Linked DNA regions of Sus scrofa: region 1 is linked to region 2. The links are chromatin contacts, called in public Hi-C maps. All regions are on one chromosome and are shown on one strand. The core of a region is the stretch at or near the end of the contact, and the rest is flanking DNA. Distances in the headings are between cores, read along the strand shown.

What was found. Hi-C and Micro-C count contacts between places; a contact is called where the count stands out from the background.
Region 1: a Hi-C map of omental adipose tissue shows a contact between it and region 2, with 1.8 times the contacts expected there. The contact joins the enhancer-like site here to the promoter of TGFB2 in region 2. A contact is called at or near these places in 1 of 5 promoter capture datasets (liver), 19 of 47 Hi-C or Micro-C datasets (adipose tissue, alveolar macrophages, brain and 10 more) and 1 of 2 datasets of contacts at active chromatin or transcription factors (skeletal muscle).

The regions. Positions count from the first base shown.
Region 1 is chr10:8,453,376-8,456,177 of Sscrofa11.1, reverse strand. No RefSeq gene overlaps it. Among named protein-coding and RNA genes, the nearest start is that of TGFB2, 150 kb to the right of the region's middle. Within about 2 kb of position 1,432, at least 5 of the 83 cell types and tissues checked have an H3K27ac peak or open chromatin away from gene starts, as enhancers often do. A contact at or near this core is called in adipose tissue, fetal skeletal muscle, omental adipose tissue and 1 more, where this site is marked.
Region 2 is chr10:8,304,767-8,307,466 of Sscrofa11.1, reverse strand. TGFB2 (transforming growth factor beta-2) reads right to left here and starts at 1,277. Exons shown (of 7, transcript XM_021064294.1): 1 at 332-1,277. The coding sequence starts at 677.

The sequences.
Region 1 (2,802 bases), core at 183-2,682, 150 kb before region 2:
CACTTGTTGTTTATCCATTCATCCCTGGGAAAGCTGTTTGTTTTTACTGACAGATTTTTGCAAAGATGCTTTCTAATCTCTTGTTACCATGTAGACACATTGTCTCCTTCCCCTAAAATAAGTGATATTTTTAGATCAGAAAGGGAAAATGGGAAATGATGGCTTTGACTGAGTTTCCCATGAAATGATCCTGTCTGACCCCATCAGTACATAAATATTTAGATTTTCAAAAATTTAGATATCCAAATGATTATATTCTACCCCCATTTGATCTGAATAAAAAGTGGTTAGAGGGAGTTCCCGTGGTGGCTCCGTGGAAACGAACCCAACCAGGATCCATGAGGATTCGGGTTCAATCCCTGGCCTCATTCAGTGGGTCAAGGATCCAGTGTTGCCTTGAGCTGTTGTGTAGGTTGCAGACGTAGCTTGGATCCTGAGTTGCTGTGGCTGTGGTGTAGGCCAGCAGCTGCAGCTCCAATTCAACCCTAGCTTGGGAACTTCCATAAGCTGCATCTGCAGCCCTAAAAAGATGAAACAAACAAACAAACAAAGTGCTGGGGAGTTCCTATCGTGGCTCAGTGGTTAACAAATCCAACGAGGAACCATGAGGTTGAGGATTTGATCCCTGGCTTCACTCAGTGGGTTAAGGATCCAGCGTTGCCATGAGCTGTGGTGTAGGTTGCAGATGTGGCTTGGATCTGGCATTGCTGTGGCTGTTGTGTAGGCCGGCAGATACAGCTCCGATGAGACCCCTAGCCTGGGAACCTCCATATGCCATGGGTGCAGCCCTCAAAAGACAAAATAATAATTAAAAAGAAAACAAGAAAGAAAGTGCTTAGAATCTAAAGTTTTATTTGTAGGTCAAACTCAAAGTCCATGCTTTTGGAAATTCAGGCTGTAATGCTATAGAGTTCGCTGGGGATGTCAATCCTTAAAGGAAAACGTACCTTTTACGAGCACATTAACTCAGCCCTGGTCCATCTCTGCAGTGCCCAGAGCAAGCCCCTTATAAATGCACTCTCTTGTGGCAGCTAATAGGCCTAAGAAAAGGAGCTGTTTCTTTGTTTTCCACCTAATCTATTAGCCAAGTTACATCATAAGCGTGATAAGGGGCCTGGAGGTGGAAATTCATTTGGAGCGAATCCTTTCAGGGTTATCAGGTAAAATACAGGACACCCGAGTTAAATTTGCATCTAGTGCAGGTATGTTCCGTGTGACATTTGGAACATACTTGTGCTGAAACGTTCTTCATTTGGTCGTCTGAAATTCATATTTTAACCGGGCATCCTCTATCTTTATTTGCTAAATCAGACAATCCTTGGTGATCCCTCATCTGCAGGAACTTGAACTTCAAGAGGCGCACAGTGGTGACAATCAAATGAAGTGTCTTAACACTAGGGGGCGCTGCAAGAAACTGAGACAGGCTGTGATCAGAATTACTTCAAGGTCTGGAATCCTGGGTTAGAAGAGGGCCTCCCCTCCCTGCCACAGGCCACAGTGCCACTGAGGACCAGGTGGGGATGGGCCTGACCCAGCAGGGACAGGGCACAGCCAAGCAGGCCAGGATGCTGGTGACCAGGAGACCCCCAGGCCACCAGCCAGAGCAACAGAAGCAGTGACGTTGTCCACCAGCAGCTGATCAGACACTGGCCTTTGCAACCACAGTGAAAGAATTTTACCAGCTTCCAAGAAAGGACATCCGAGCCTCCCAGATACTCTGCCAAAGAGGGGAGAGTGGCTGTTTGGGCGCGCTAACAAATTCTGGGGTTGGGGGCTTGTTTCAAAACCTCTCTTTAATCTCATTGCCTTGGCCCCTGTGTTGGCCACCCCCTGCCTCCCCCAACACACACACACACACACACACACACACACACTCTCCCAGAGTGAGGTTTGCAAAAGCCAACGCTAACTAGGCTTCTCCAGAGCAGAAAATATCATCTGCCTCCCCCACCAGCTCCCCAAAGCAGCTGACCCCAGGGCCGCCTGGCCCTCAGCGTCTTCCCTTCCACTGGGGGCACCTCCACCAACTCAGACCCTTCGCTGTGCTCCCCAGCCTTTCAGGTACAAAGGGAAGTACCCCAAAGTTAAGGAGACATCAGTGATTCCAAAAATCATAAAGCCAGTCAATGCCAAAAAATATATATACACGGAACATACTGTTCTATTTTTGAGGCACTTTCCTTTCTGAATCCTTAAGAGAAATGTGGGACTCGTAAGTAACAGAGTGTAAAAGTCAACCGCCTCTTTGCATCCTTTCCCGGGCTTCAGACCTCATTCCCCTTCTCTATTCAGGAAGCTGGAGTGTGTGGACACCAGGCACTAAGGGTCTGAGATGTCATCCAGGCATGACACAGGTCTTTCTTTAGAAGTCACCAACTCCACGGTAAATGCTTCTGATGAGTGAAGCATTTCTACAGGCTCCAGACACTTACCTGTTCTGGGTCACTCTGATCAGAGCAAGAAAATATGAAAATAATCTTCAGCTCACCCAGGGATCCGAGTCACCTCCTATGTGCAAAAAAACCTGGGCTTTAGTTTCTTTGAACCGAGCAGGAACCCTGGGGGCTATTCCAAAGAAAGCTGCTCTCGAAACCATTCCTGAAATTTTTTCTTCTTGGGAACAAAACCGAAAAGAGTGAATTGAATTGGGACCTAAAAAGTAAATAAACAGCTAACTGAAGCCTGACTCAGCTCTCCCCGGGGAGGATCTAGAATTGATGGTGACAGAGCAGAGAGCCATTGCCCTGGGAGGTTCTAAGTGGGAAGCGTCTCTTAGGCTGGTCTGCTTCGGGTGCCTGACCT
Region 2 (2,700 bases), core at 28-2,527:
GCGCCTCGGGTTTGACAGAGGAGGGCTGACTCCGAGCTGGTGGCCGAGTCGAGAACTCCAGGGAGGAGAAAAAGGGAATAATACCGCCTTATAGAGGACGGGGCGTGGGGGGAAGGGACACATGGAGAAAATAAAGTCGCACGTCCACGTTTGAAAGCCTAACGTCCTCAAGCACACGACTGACAAGGAGGCGGGTGGGACGGAGGACGGGAGCAGGGGAAAGCGCGAGCGGGCACCGGGAGAGGGCAGGGCGATCCCTGGAGTGGCGGCGGTTCTGGAAGCATCGGGCAGCGCTAAGCCCCGGGGAACGGCAGCGAGGAGCAGTACTTACTTTCCGAGGGGAAGAAGGGCGGCATGTCGATTTTGTAAACCTCCTTGGCGTAGTATTCCTCGTCGCTGCGCTCGCGCTCGCAGGCGGCCGCCCTCCGGCTCGCCTTCTCCTGGAGCAAGTCCCTGGTGCTGTTGTAGATGGAAATCACCTCCGGGGGGACCTCCTCGGGTTCGGGGTAGTCTTCTGGGGGGCTGGTGAGCTTCAGCTTGCTCAGGATCTGCCCGCGGATCGCCTCGATCCTCTTGCGCATGAACTGGTCCATGTCGAGCGTGCTGCAGGTAGACAGGCTGAGCGCGACCGTGACCAGATGCAGGAGTAGAAAAGCGCTCAGCACACAGTAGTGCATTTTTTTTTTTAAAGGTGGAAAAAAAATTTTTTAAAAAGTAAAAAAAAAAAAAATGCAAGAGAAAAAAAAAAAACCAACAACAACTCTCAAAGTACCGGTCGGGTAGATTTTTTTTTTTAATGCGAAACTTTTGCAAACAATCGAGAGTCAATGTCCGAAAGAAAAAGGTATCTTGCCTGAATTCCTTTCAAAAGAAAAAGCGAGTCGTTGCCCAAGTGGAAATATTAATATGCGATGGGCAGGGGGAACCCTCACTTGGGGGAGTCAGCAAAAGTTTTCTTGGAGCGACGAGACCGGGGGAAAAAAAAGAGACGAGTGGCTATTAGGCAGAAATAAATTTAGGAGGAGGCAACGGAGTTCAGTGTGTCAGTTTCGGGTGCGGAGTGGCGGATCTGAACTCGGCTCCTCCGGCCAAAAGGGAAGATGAAAAGGCCCCGGGGCTGGCGGCGGGCGCGCCGGCGGGAGGGGCGCGGGGAGCGCTGTCAGGGGGCCGCCGAGGCCGCCTCCAGTTTATAGATCGGAGGACGCAGCGGCGCGGCCCTGCCTTCCACGGCGGCGCCGAGAGCAGGAGCCGCAGCAGCTCCGGAGCAGAGGAGCGCACACGTGTGTGAGTGTGTATGTGTGTGTGTGTGAGCGTGAGCGCGCGCCCGAGTGCGCGCGCGGGGGGCGAGCCCGGCCCGCGGCGGGGAGGCGGGGGCGCTCGGCGGGGTCCGGCGGGGGCCGCGGAGGAGGCCGCGCAGGGAGGCGGCGAGGATCCTGCTCCCGGAGCTGCGCGCCGACCCGCCCGGTCACTCCACGTTGCCGCCGCCGCTGGCGGACGCGCCGGCCTCCAGCTCCCTCCTTCTGCTCCTCCTTCTCCTCTCGCTCCAAACGCCAACCCGGCAACAGACGATCGGCCGCCGCCGCCGTCGCTTTCACCCCCCGCGGACGCGCCGAGCGGGCAGCTTTATGCCTACGGGGGTGGCCAAGGGGATCCCGTGGAGCCCACCCGTCCCGACCCTCGCCTGCCTTCTCGCCCACTCGGACTCTCCCGCTTAGGGTGGGAGGCACTTGGCGGCCGGCAGCAGGTCCTCGCCTTGCTCCGTTCTGCAGCCAGGCAGCCCCTCGGTTGGTCCCCGAAGCCTCCCTAGACCGTTATCCTAGGTGGTTCTCCATCCCTCTTCTCCCCAGGCCTCCTCCTTCCGTCTCTATCTCTCGCTGCCTCTCTCTTGGTCTCCGAATCCCTGCCTCTCTCTCTCTCTCTCTCTGCCTCTCCTCTCGTCTCCTCTCTCTCTCTCTCTTTCTCTCTCTCTCTCTCCCCCCTCTCTCCTCGGAGCGTCTTGGAGCTCCCCTCGGAGCAAACCTTCTGCTGCCAGCAGATAACATCACGATCCTGCCTGGGAGGACAGATTTATAAGTTCTCCCTGAACCACGTGTTTGCCTTCAACAAAGTGACGTGCTAGGATTACAGTCAGAAGTCCTCTCGTTTACTTAGACCACGAGCTCTCGCTGCACCGTTGAGGGGGTGTGGAAACGAGGACGGCTGCGGGGAAGGGACGGAGGAGGTGGAGTGTGCGCCCTGACAGCGGTGATTTATGGCATTTGCTTTATATAGTCATTTTGGACCCGTCGGGTGAAGGACAAGCGAGCAAGCCTCCCATTTTTACTGAGTGTGGCTCACTCACAGCCTCCCAGATGGAGTCCCCTGCTCTAGAATGGAAGTCTTACCTCCTGTTGTGCTCACGCACGCTCTCTCCCTCCTCCCTGTCTCTCTGCAAATGAGCACCAAGCAGTGGATCCGGCGCCGGGGCAGCCCTGACACAGGGCACCCACTCTCCGCTGTCTTTTTGGTGGATCATGTTCTCAAAGTCCACAGCCCCGGGCTGCTCTGGAACTCATCGTCCTGCGCTTTTCTGTTTACAGCCTAGGCCCCCACTGGAGTGTGGAAGGGCGAAAAAGAGAACTCGCTCTTCTGTACCTGCAGAATGAAGCGGGTTTGTTTATGTTACTGTTTGAATGGAGAGCCTCTGAATTGGCTGCCGCC